Regions from separate parts of the Sus scrofa genome. Here region 1 is linked to region 2. Evidence: chromatin contacts called from public Hi-C data. All regions are on one chromosome and are shown on one strand. Each heading gives the region's core, a stretch centred on a gene start, on an enhancer-like site or on the middle of the called end of the contact. The rest is flanking DNA. Distances are from core to core; before and after follow the strand shown. Region 1 holds the start of CHIC2 (cysteine-rich hydrophobic domain-containing protein 2). Region 2 holds the start of SCFD2 (sec1 family domain-containing protein 2).

Region 1 (2,700 bases), core at 118-2,617, 700 kb before region 2:
TTATTTTTATTTTTTGTCTTTTTTAGGGCCACACCCATGGCATATGGAGGTTCCCAGGCTAGGGGTCGAATCAGAACTCCAGCTGCCAGTCTATACCACAGCCACAGCAAGGGGGGATCCCAGATGCATCTGCAAACTACACGACAGCTTAAGGCAATGCCAGATCCTCAACCCGCTGAGCCAGGCCAGGGATTGAACCCGTGTCCTCATGGATAATAGTCAGGTTTGTTCAACCACTGAGCTAGGATGGGAACTCCTCCTTCCTCTTTTCTTGACTAACTGTGCTCATTTTCTTGAACCATTACCAGTAGGAGGTTTTTGTTGTTTCCCCCTGTCCTAATTGCCCCACTTTGTACTTTCTCAGCTACTGCAATCTGCAATGACCCATCTAAACTGGTGGGAAGTGAACACTACATTTGGTGAACATTATGGCCAGCACTGAGTCAGGTATGACCACCCTTACTAGCTCTCACAGTGTATGCTCCTTATCCTGAACGCTCTCAGGAGCCACTCCTGCCCCTGATCTATTTGTATGCCTGGGCGGCTTATTGATTATGAAGCCAAGTACCCAGCGTGACCCTTACTTAGGCCTTTGTTGGTGGCCTAGACCAATAAGCAGAATCCATTAAACTCTTCCTCTGCTTCCCTTTTTCCTTTCGTTTCCTGGGAGGAGCTTAAGGAAGGGAAAGGTAGGCCCTAAGGTCTTAGGGGATAAGAGGTTATGGTTGATGAAGAAGCTTGGGCAGGAAAATGCATCTTCTAATCCAGAATCCAGAGACATTATCAATTTTGTTTCATGGCATGACTTCGATGAGCTTTCTTGTAAGGAAAAACAAAACAAAACATTAGCATCACTGGCATCACATATTGGACAATTTTTAAGGTGGTGATGGGACAAGGTGTTTGAATTTGGACAGTTTTGAAAAATCTTGTATTATAGTGGACAAAAATATTTGCAGTCTGTGTGTTGGGTTCCTCAAATTGGAAAAGTAAAGACTCTGGTACTCATCACAGACTAAAAAATACTGACGAAAAGTGAGATTTGATTTTTAGATAAACTGGCAACCGCATGCACAATAAATTCTCTATTCCGGCCAGGGTTTTTATTCTTAGTTGTTCTGGTTAGAGAGTACTTTAGGGAACTAAGGGCCCCTCTGGACACTCAGCTCTCTTTCTGAGTCACGGTCAATGGCACCAGCCCTTAGGCACAGTCCTCTAGCCGGTCGGCGACCCCTCTTCTGGAGGGCGGGGCCGCGTCGGGGGGCGGGGGGAGCGCGAGCCCAAGACACCCTCGTTGGGTGGAAGTGGGGGAAGGCGACCTTTGGGAGCGCGCGAGGCCTCACGTGCGCGCTCCCGCGCCGCCTGCCTGCGCGCTCGCGCGCCCACGCGTCCGCCCGCCCGCCCGCACTCCCGGGAAGTCTCGCGATGTCGTAGCCGGGTGCTCCCGCTGCGGGTGGCTCTGGCTGTTGCTGTGGTTGCCTGAGTTGCTGCTGCGGCGGCGGCGGCGGCGGCGGCGGCGGCGGCGGCGGTACTGGTGGAGGTGTCGGCCCTTGGGCGGATGTTGACATTGTGTTGTTGTTGTTGCTGACGGTAATGGCGGCGGCGGCGGCGACGGCCGGGACCCCATCTCCTCTGTAGCCGAAGCCAAGACAATCCAGAGCGAACTCCGCGGCCTCGGAGCCCGCGGCAGCGACTCCGCTCAGCCTCGGCTGCCTCGCCAGCCCGTATCCCGGCCGCAGCCCCTGGAGTCAGGCCCCTTCGGGCGGGGGGCCGCGGAGGCTCAGGATGGCGGATTTCGACGAGATCTACGAGGAGGAAGAAGACGAGGAGCGGGCCCTGGAGGAGCAGCTGCTCAAGTACTCGCCGGACCCGGTGGTGGTCCGCGGCTCCGGTCACGTCACCGTGTAAGGCCCGGAGGAGGGCGAGGGCGAGGGCGGGAGGTGCAGGGCTGGGGCGGCCCCCGTGCTCCGTGGGGGCTCTTTCTCCCTGGGGTCTGTCTGGTGTCGGAGGCCTGCGGGAGGAGTAGGCGAGCAGGAAGTGAGAACTTGCTTTATTTTCATTTGTTGCGGTCTCCAGAGTGGAGCCAGACACTGCCCTGCCTCCCCCCGCTGCCTTCTTAGCAGGCCCTACGGGCCTGGGCGCTGTGTCGGATCCCAGGAGGGAAGGTTATTCCTTAGGGTCTGCCCTTCCGGCCACCCTTTCGGCCTCGGGGTGGAAATCCACGTATTTCTGAGGCGCCTCCCCCTTGTTTTCTCATCCTGTTACCCTGTGGCTCTCTGTCTCCTCGTCTGTGCGGTTGAGCATAGTGACATATGGCTCAGAGGCCGGATCTGGGCCAGGTGAGACCCGAGTGACAGTGTGGGTCATGAGTAGTTCGTTGTCCCTATGTTTGTATTTCACACACACCCACAGGTCTTCCCAGTCTCTTGCAGAGTCAGTTTCTGCGGATCGAATGCAAGTTCCTGTAATTGTATATGATAAAAAAATGTATAGATGAGCATATATTTTTAAGATGCAGAATGATTAGGTTTACAGATAATTTTTTAAAAAACTACGTGATGGGCACACAATGCCCAGTGAGGGTTTCTGTTATCTAAGTCCTTCTTTTGGGCAAGAGCTCCTGGGTGGCTTCTTCTTTTGATAAGGGTTCCCGTAAAGTCCCATTGGCAACCTATAAAAGGCTGATATTGTTCAAACAAT
Region 2 (2,700 bases), core at 174-2,673:
CATCCTCATGGTTACTAGTCAGATTCATTTTTGCTGAGCCATGACAGGAATTCCATGTGTGGGCCCTTTTATTTCAGAATCTTTTGAAGGTAAGCCTGTGGCTTACTTCTGTCTATACCCTCAGTGCCAACAGAGTGTCTGGAATATTGTACATGTCCATTAAAACTTGGCTGAATGTATTTATTATATTGATACGATTTGAACATTTCTTCAACAAATATATATTGAATGCCTGTTATTTTCTAGTGTTGGGATTACCAAGCTTCTAGTGCACCACCTGGTAGAAAAGGTATATTCAGAGAACTGGATATGTGAATACTTACACACTTATATGGCAAGTACTTAGCAGAGGTGTAACTTTTCATGGATCAGGTACTATATTTTATTACCCACTGTATTTTGGAGCTTAGCTCAGTGATTACACTTAGTATGTGCTTTGTAAACAGTGGTTGAGTGAACTGAACATATGAAATATTCTGGTTCATGTTGACTTCATTGTGCAGTTAATGTTCTAAACTGGGACTACCTGGAGAGTAATTGAGAAATCATGAAGATTTTTGGTGCTATTATGAAATAACTGAAAAGAAAAAAAAAAAAAAGTGACTGCCTGGAGGTATCCTCTAGGCAACAGGGTCAGGAGAGGCTTTTAAGCAGAAAAACTGTTGGGCCAGTTTAGTTTATTAGGGAAAAAACTGAGTTGGAGGGAGAAGAGACGGAAAACTGGGAAATGTTGGGGAGAGCATTTCTGTTGTACAGCCGAGAAATGTTAGTGAATTAAGGCAGTGACAGCAAGGATGACTAAGGAGGGATGGAGTCTAGATTTTTTAAGTCTATCAAGATTTAGTGCCAATGAGATAGAGGGAAGGAAGATGGAGAAAGTGAAAGCGAAACTGATACGTTAGAAGTTGTGTTCAATAATGGGTGTGGTAGTAATCTATAAACTATAAAACATCCCGCAGCAGTTGGTTGCTTTCATTTTTTTTCTGGCTGCTCTCAATTTAGTTGGGCGAAGAGGTTAAACATTTCTTAAATTTTATTTTGGCTGCACCCGCAGCATAAGAAAGTTCCCTGGGGGCCAGGGATCAACCTGGCGCCGAAATTGGCGCCGCACTTCAGCAACGAAAAATCCTTAACCTGTTGAGCCACAAGAGAACTTCCAAAGTGGCTGTCCTTTTAAAGAGATGTGTTCAGATCCAAGGAAAATATCAAATTTTGAACTAGGTTCTATCATTCTTGAAATTTCTCAAGGGGCAGGGAAAGGCCGTCTGAGCAGAGAGGAAGACGAAAGGAAAACCCCACAGCTATTTCACAGAAAACTCCTTCACAAACAGGGAACTCTAGAGGCACCCCGGAGCCCCGCCTATTTCTCCCAGCACTCCCCATTCTTCCGCGACGGGTTTTTCACTAGCCAATCATGGTCCGTGACGTCATTACTCTGCGCCGACACTGGACGAGTCAGAAGCATCCACACGTGTACTGTGTTGACTGTCAATGTCTCCGGGACTCCAATTCCCGGAAGCTGTGAGTTCTAAGAGAAGTTCCCGCACTTGGTGCCCCGATTCTGCGAATTCCCAACCATGAGCATCCCCGGAGTGCTGTCCTTTACCCAGCAAGCCTGGGAGCAGGTGCTGGCCAAAGTGAAACGGGCCGTAGTCTACCTGGACGCCGCCAGCGCGGAAAGCCTGCACTGGGGCTGCGGGTCCTCGCGACTGTTGGAGGCGGTGGGGAGCCCTGCGTGTTACCTCAGGGAGTTCGAGCCCGCTGCAGTTGGTGGCGGAGCCGATCAGCCCAAGGCGGTGTTTGTACTGAGCTGCCTGCTGAAAGGCCGGACCGTGGAGACCCTACGGGATATCATCTGTCGCAGTCACTTCCAGTATTGTGTGGTGGTCACGGCTGTGAACCATGCAGTCCACCTCACAGCTAATCACGTGCCGGCGGCCGCAGCGGCAGAGCTGGAAGGGCAGCAGCCGGTGTTCGAGCAACTGGAGGAGAAGCTGTGCGAGTGGATGGGCAACATGAACTACACCGCTGAAGTGCTGCACATCCCGTTGTTACTCGCTCCTGTTGCTCCCCACCTTGCCTTGACTCCAGCTTTTGCTTCCCTTTTCCCACTATTACCCCAAGATGTGCATATCCTCAACGGTGCCCGACCGGATAAGAGGAGACTAGGAAGCCTGAGTGAGGTGGATGCCACTGCCCTCACCCCTGAGCTGCTGCTGCAGATCAGGTGCCTAGTGTCAGGCCTCAGTTCCCTGTGTGAGCATTTAGGGGTACGGGAGGAGTGTTTTGCTGTAGGTTCCCTCAGTCGAATTATCGCTGCAGATCTGGCCAATTTTGCTCCCGCCAAGAACAGGAGGAAGACTGCCACAGGCAGGGCATCAGTGGTCTTTGTGGACAGAACTCTGGATCTCACAGGTGAGTGGCATTGCAGTGGAGGGCTTCCTAACCACTTTCCAAAGTGCTGGGACTTTCATTGATTCAGCATATGTTTTATATATGACCTTCTACTATGTGTCCGTTGAGAAGACAAAGAAGCACTAGACGGACTTAGTCCCTGATGTCACAGTCTATTTTCTAGAGGGGGATACAAACAAGCAAATTAGAAATTAAAATCAGTTTGCTTAATGCTGTCATTGGCAAATACATCCTTAACGTGCACTGACTGAATTGTATCTAGTGGAGAGGTTGGAAGAGTAGACT

The links. A called contact is a pair of places that touch in the nucleus more often than the background predicts.
Region 1: a contact with region 2 is called in a Hi-C map of liver, with 17 times the contacts expected there. The contact joins the promoter of CHIC2 here to the promoter of SCFD2 in region 2. A contact is called at or near these places in 1 of 47 Hi-C or Micro-C datasets (liver) and 1 of 2 datasets of contacts at active chromatin or transcription factors (alveolar macrophages).

What each region holds. Positions count from the first base shown.
Region 1 is chr8:40,845,382-40,848,081 of Sscrofa11.1, reverse strand. It overlaps CHIC2 (cysteine-rich hydrophobic domain-containing protein 2), which reads left to right and starts at 1,367. Exons shown (of 6, transcript XM_003128983.4): 1 at 1,367-1,904. The coding sequence starts at 1,786.
Region 2 is chr8:40,144,626-40,147,325 of Sscrofa11.1, reverse strand. SCFD2 (sec1 family domain-containing protein 2) reads left to right here and starts at 1,423. Exons shown (of 9, transcript XM_003482381.4): 1 at 1,423-2,415. The coding sequence starts at 1,578.